Regions from separate parts of the Sus scrofa genome. Here region 1 is linked to region 2. The links are chromatin contacts, called in public Hi-C maps. All regions are on one chromosome and are shown on one strand. Each heading gives the region's core, a stretch centred on a gene start, on an enhancer-like site or on the middle of the called end of the contact. The rest is flanking DNA. Distances are from core to core; before and after follow the strand shown. Region 1 overlaps VGLL4 (transcription cofactor vestigial-like protein 4). Region 2 overlaps HRH1 (histamine H1 receptor).

Region 1 (3,280 bases), core at 408-2,907, 560 kb after region 2:
TTCTACTGCACAGCATGGTGACCCAGTTACACATACATGTGTAGATTCTTTTTTCTCACATTATTCACGCTCCATCATAAGTGACTAGACATAGTTCCCAGTGCTACACAGCAGCATCTCATTGCTTATCCATTTTAAAGGCAAGAGTTTGCATCTATTAACTCCAAGTTCCCAACCCATGTTTTTTTGCTTTTTTTAGAAATACAGAAGGAAGCGTTATCGGGGTCACTGAGCGTAGTTAGGAGATTTTAAAGAGAGAACAACTAAAGGCTGAGCAGGCAAAATAGCAGAGGAAAAGGTATTCAGGATCAAAATGATATGAAGCATGACTTTACTGAAGCAAAAGATTTCAGGGAGAGAAAGTAATAGAAAACATAACTGAAAAGACAGTTAAATATTAAATAAAGGTTGAGGACCAGGAATAAATCAGACAGAAATCAAACTTGACTCTATAGTAACACACTGTAGTAAAGAGTCCCATAGGTTCACTTTGGGGAAAGAGAGGGAGTAATATGATAAAAACAATGTTTGAAGATCAGTCCAAGATGCAAAATAAGTTGTGAGAGAAAGAAGCAAAAGAAAAAGGAAGCGAAAGTCACAACCAATTCATCCAACTCCACTTTCAGTTTTCAAAATTAAATTAGCAGTACCTGATAAAAGGAATTGTGTTGTTGCACATGATAAAGAACTTGGACAGCTCGATTACTACACATTATTTCTTTACATACTATTTCTGAGAGCAGCAATATGATGTATTTAACTTCTCAATGCTGAACCCAATGTAGAATACATTTGCCATTTCTTCTTCCACTTCAAGTATAAATTCCAACCAGTTTCAAAAAGCATTACCTCTTCTTTCCAAAGATCAGCATTCTCATCTATTAAATAAAGGAGATGGACCAAAAGTGCCCTTTTCAAGTCTAAGACTCTGTGTCTAGTTTAACCTCAGAACTGGTGGGAATGGTAGCTGAGAGTATCTGGGAACAGAGAGAGCTGGGGACCTGGGATTGAGTAACTGAGGCTGTGTTTAACGGGTTACTAATGACACCTGAGCACAAAGCAACTGAATCACACTGGATAAAACTTCCTGAACATTATTTCAGAGGTCCTCCACTTAGGAACCTGTACTCCCCAGTTATTTATCTTGAATGGGGGATCCCTAACAGCTACAGTAACTATAAGATACATAGATACATGAGTAACTTGCTATATAAAAAGTAAAAACTCACCCAGAATACCATCATTTTTTTCCCCTTCTTTTCTTTTTCTTTTCTTTTCTTTTTTTTTTTTTTTTCTTCTTCTTTTTTAACAGCTGTACCTGCAGCATATGGAAGTTTCCAGGCTAGGGGTCGAACTGGAACTGTAGCTGTGACCTGTGCCACAGTCTTGGCAACGCTGGATCCAAGTTGCATCTGTGACCTTCACCACTGCTTACAGCAACACTGGATCTTTTACCCACTGGGTGAGGCCAGAAATCGAACCTGCATCCTCACAGAGACAACATCAGGTCCTTAAAACCTGCTGAGCCACAACAGGGAACTCCACTATCATCTTAATGCATAAATGGTTTCTGTTTTTTATTGAGTTAGTTCCCCTCTATTTCTTTACAATAAGAAAATGTGACTCATACATGCAAATGGTGTATTACTCAGCCTTTAAAAAGAAAGAAATCCTCCCATATGCAACGGCATGGGTGAGCCTGGAGGACATTACGATAAATGAAGTAAGCCAGTCACAGGATAAATACTGCATGATTATCTTAGATAGGAATCTAAACAGTCAGATTCATGGAAACAGCAGGATGATGGTCATGAGGGGCTGGGTGCAACGGGAGTTGCTGTTCAACAGGATGAAGTTTGAGCTAGCAAGATAAATATGTTCTAGAGCTCTGCTGTATAGTACTGTACCTACATTTAATAATACTGTAGTGTGCACTTAAAATCTGTTAAGAGGGTAGATGATTTCACATTAATTGTTCTCACCAAAATTTTTAAAACACCAATAACATATATTGAAGAACATCATTCACTATCATATGTTTTGTTTCTATACACATTGCTGTGATAAAATCATCTAATCAATACAGCATTTGGATCAATTACAGAAATCATCTTTAATATTCAGCTTCTCAGTATTTTTTACCATCAACTTTTTAGACATTGTGAACTTTCATTGTTACCTAATTAATGCAATGATAGATTTCTGACACTGAGATATTCTCTTCTGTAAATCTTTATCTGCACATAAAGATATGTATTTTTCAAATTTTTTTAGGCGTTCCCATCATGGCGCAGCAGAAACGAATCTGACTAGGAACCATGAGGTTTCAGGTTCCATCCCTGGCCTTGCTCAGTGGGTTAAGGATCCAGCATTGCCTTGAGTTATGGTGTAGGTCGCAGACACGGCTTGGATCTGGCGTTGCTGTGGCTCTGGCGTAGGCTGGCAGCAACAGCTCCAATTAGACCCCTAGCCTGGGAACCTCCATATGCCACGGGAGTGGCCCTAAAAAGGACAAAAGACAAAAAAAAAAAAATTTAAAAGACGTTTTTGGAGGAGTTCCCATCAATGGCGCAGCAGAAACGAATCTGACTAGAAACTATGAAGTGGCAGGTTTGATCCCTGGCCTCGCTCAGGAGGTTAAGGATCCAGCGCTGCCATAAGCTGTGGTGTATGTCGCAGACACAGCTCGGATCTGGTGCTGCTGTGGCCAGCAGCTGTAGCTCCAATTAGACCCCTAGCCTGGGAATCTCCATATGCCTTGGGTGTGGCCCTAAAAAGGCAACAACAACAAAAAAAAAAAAAAAAAAAAAAAGAGAGAGAGAGAGAGAGAGAGAAGAATGTTTACAGCCCTGGGATGCAACCCAGGCTCAGTAAGTAACTGTGTCATCGCAGAATGCAGCGGCAGAGCCAACAGAAGTTTCAATAGAAAAGCATTTAAATTTTTTAAACTAAATAACAGGGAGTTCCCATCATGACTCAGTGGTCACAAACCCAACTAGTATTCATGAAGACACAGGTTTGATCCCTGGCCCTGCTCTGTGGGTTAAGGATCTGTCACTGCTGTGAACTGTGGCGTAGGTCACAAATGCAGCTCACATCCCATGTTGCTATGGCCGTGGCATAGGCGGGCAGCTACAGCTCTGATTCCACCCCTAGCCTGGAAACGTCCATATGCCCTGGGTGTGGCTCCAAAAAGACAAAAATTAAATTAATTAATTAATTAAATGACAGGAAATAGACTTTTGTGGCGAAGCATTTGATTTGAGCACTTCACTAGGCA
Region 2 (2,974 bases), core at 65-2,564:
CATCTTCGACCTATGCCACAGACTTGCAGCAGTGCCAGAACCTTAACCCACTGAGTGAGGCCAGGGATCAAACTCGAATCCTCACAGATACTATGTTGGGTGCTTAACCTGCTGAGCCACAATGAGAACTCCCCTAACTCAATAAAAGCAAACTGCAATTACCTTGCCAGACAAAAAGACTGGTTTATCTTTCTTTTCTCTGTATAGCAACTATTCTAAAAATCCTGCATATATGAAGAGGCTGTCAAGGAGTATACAGCACCCCCCCCAAAAAAAAGAAGAGTAGAAAATGCATTTCTGGGAGTTCCCATTGTGGCTCAGTGGGTTAAGAATCTAACATAGTGTCTGTGAGGATGCAGGTTCAATCCCTGGCCTTGCTCAGTGTGTTAAGGATACAGTGTTGCCACAAGCCGTGGCCTAGGTTGTATATGTGGCTTGGATCTGGTATGGCTGTGGCTGTGGCATAGGCCTCAGCTGCAGCTCCGATTTGACCCCTAGCCTTGGGAACTTCCATGTGCCACAGATGCAATCTGAAAAAAAAAAAATGCATTTCCAATGGTATCAGGGAGTTAATGAAATATGTGTGAATTGTCTAGCTCTTGTGATATTTCTGGTATTCTTCAGTTTTTAAAAAATGTGCTCTTTAAAAACTGAAATACATGTGTACCTAAATTCGTCTTAATGATTTTGAAATCTTTGTCTTAAAGGGGCTCCCCCAAATTGTATAAACTTAAACCCTAAATAAAATATGGATCCATCCCTGATGCACACCAGTGCCCAGGGCATACACATGTGTGCACAGACCTGGGTATCCATAGGCCTGCATGCTCACCAGGCAGGCGCTCTCCAAGGGCAGAGGTGGGAGAAGGAAGTGCAGCTCGGCTCTTAGGAGGCAAATGACCCCTAAGTCACAAATGTGATCCCGCCTTTCCAAAGCCCCACAGTGGCTCAGTGACACTTGCCAGCACCAGCTTATCTCTGATGACAGCACATTTGCTTTTGCGTCCAGTGCATCTGGCTTTCCCTCTCCCTTCTTCCAGGCCTCTGGAAATCTCTGGCAGCCTTGTCTCCTCCTGCAAGATCTCATCAACTAATCCACAATTGCGGTATGGGGTGAGGATCAAAGACCCTCCCCAGGGGGGTATTTGAAAGCAATGCTCTTCCCAAAGGAACAGCTCCAGGTGGTGGAGTTTCATCCTGGCAAAAGATGCCAAGTGGAGATATTTAAGGAACTTCCACCCTCCCGCGTCACACTGCATGGGCGGGTGTCTCCTGTTCTCTCCCAGTTTTCTGGTTGCGTGTACTCTCACTTCCTCCTCTCTTCTCTGCTTCTCTTTCTGACTGCACATCTGCTGGGGCTCCATGCCAGAGGCTGGCAAACTTCTATAGAGGGCAGATTGTGGGCCTAAAATTTGTGGGCCACATATAGTCCCTGCTGTAAATACTTAATGCTGCCGTTGGGTGAAAGCAGGCATAAAAAAATACTCAAATGAATGAGCATGGCTGTGTTCCAATAAAAATTTATTTACAAGGACAATCTGTGGGCCAAAGCTAGTCCCTGCTCTAGACTCTAAGCTCCTTTAAAGCAGGGCCTGATTATTTTAAGCACTGAATGTCTAGGGCCTCCTAGAATGGCCCGCATGGAATGAGATCTAGGTACATACTACTTGGCTCTGACTCTACCCTTTCACTTCCTATTCCTCTGTCTCCCTCTATCCATGAAACCTCACCAAGCCTCAGCTTTTCAGAATACCGGAGGAGTCCAGCAAGGATAAACACCTTTCACTCTGGCAATCAGCTAATTGGCACAGCTCTGCCAGGTACTCAGGCAGTGAAGGAAGTTTCATGCTTAATTCAGCTTCTTTCCCAAGGCTTAACCCAACCTGGGAGATGTATTAAGACACAGGGACCAAGGAAACCTCAGGAAGGGATGGGGCTGGCATCTCTAAGACAGGCAACAGCTTGCAGCCACATGTCTGCTCCCCTCATCCACAGCCCTGAACCCCTTTCTCCTTTCCTGTCATTTGTTCATACCCTAGTTAGGTATTTCCTGAGTGCCAGCACCATGCTAAACACAGGGATGCAGCAAGGGAGACAGAAAATTAACACTGGCACTGTCATTGGCACTTAGAATATAACCCCCCAAATTGTTCACGAACAAATGGTCAGTTGAACCAAAGGGTGCTGGAGATAAGGCTTGGTTCTGCCAGCAGCAAACAGGCACTTTGCCTAAGGATGAGCATCCTGGGATGGAGGCCTCTGGCTGAGCAACTTTGGCCTCCTGGACAGGACCACCGTTGCCAAAACAAAAGATGTTAACCAAGAATTCAATTAAAAAATGGGCAGAGGATCTGACCAGACATTTTTCCAAAGAAGACATACAGATGGCCAGCAGGTACATGAAAAGGTGCTCAACATCACTAGCCAGCAGGGAAACACAAATCTAAACCACAATGAGCTATCACCCCACACCTGTTCCAATATCTATCACCCAAGAGACAAGACCTGCAAGGGTTGGTGAGGATGTGGAGAAGAGGGAACATCTTGTGCACAGTTTGTGGGAATATGACTTGGTGCAGCCACTATGGAAAACAGTATGGAGGTCCCCCCAAAATAAAAAATTAAAACTACCAACCAATCCAGCAATTCCACGTTTGGGTATTTATCTGAAGGAAACAAAAATGCTAGTTAGAAAAGACATATGCACTCCCATGCTCATGGCAGCATTACTTAAAATAGCTAAAGTTTGGAGACCATCCAAGTGTACATCAGTGACCAATGGATAAAGAACACATGATATTGATATGTGATATATATATCTCATATTGTCTTTATTGATATATACACCACACACGCAATGAAATATTATTCAGCAATAAAAAGAAGGAAATCTTGCCATTTGCTATGACGTGGATGGACCTTGAGGGCTTGATGCTAAGTGAAGTAAGTCAGACAGGGAAAGACAAATGTGTGA

What was found. A called contact is a pair of places that touch in the nucleus more often than the background predicts.
Region 1: a Hi-C map of alveolar macrophages shows a contact between it and region 2, with 4 times the contacts expected there. The contact joins two enhancer-like sites. A contact is called at or near these places in 9 of 47 Hi-C or Micro-C datasets (alveolar macrophages, brain, embryonic fibroblasts and 6 more).

What each region holds. Positions count from the first base shown.
Region 1 is chr13:67,796,369-67,799,648 of Sscrofa11.1, forward strand. All of the region lies in intron 2 of VGLL4 (transcription cofactor vestigial-like protein 4), which reads right to left. Among named protein-coding and RNA genes, the nearest start is that of VGLL4, 75 kb to the right of the region's middle. Within about 2 kb of position 1,658, at least 3 of the 83 cell types and tissues checked have an H3K27ac peak or open chromatin away from gene starts, as enhancers often do. A contact at or near this core is called in alveolar macrophages, where this site is marked.
Region 2 is chr13:67,239,262-67,242,235 of Sscrofa11.1, forward strand. The region is part of intron 1 of HRH1 (histamine H1 receptor); the gene reads left to right. Among named protein-coding and RNA genes, the nearest start is that of HRH1, 31 kb to the left of the region's middle. Within about 2 kb of position 1,315, at least 8 of the 83 cell types and tissues checked have an H3K27ac peak or open chromatin away from gene starts, as enhancers often do. A contact at or near this core is called in alveolar macrophages, where this site is marked.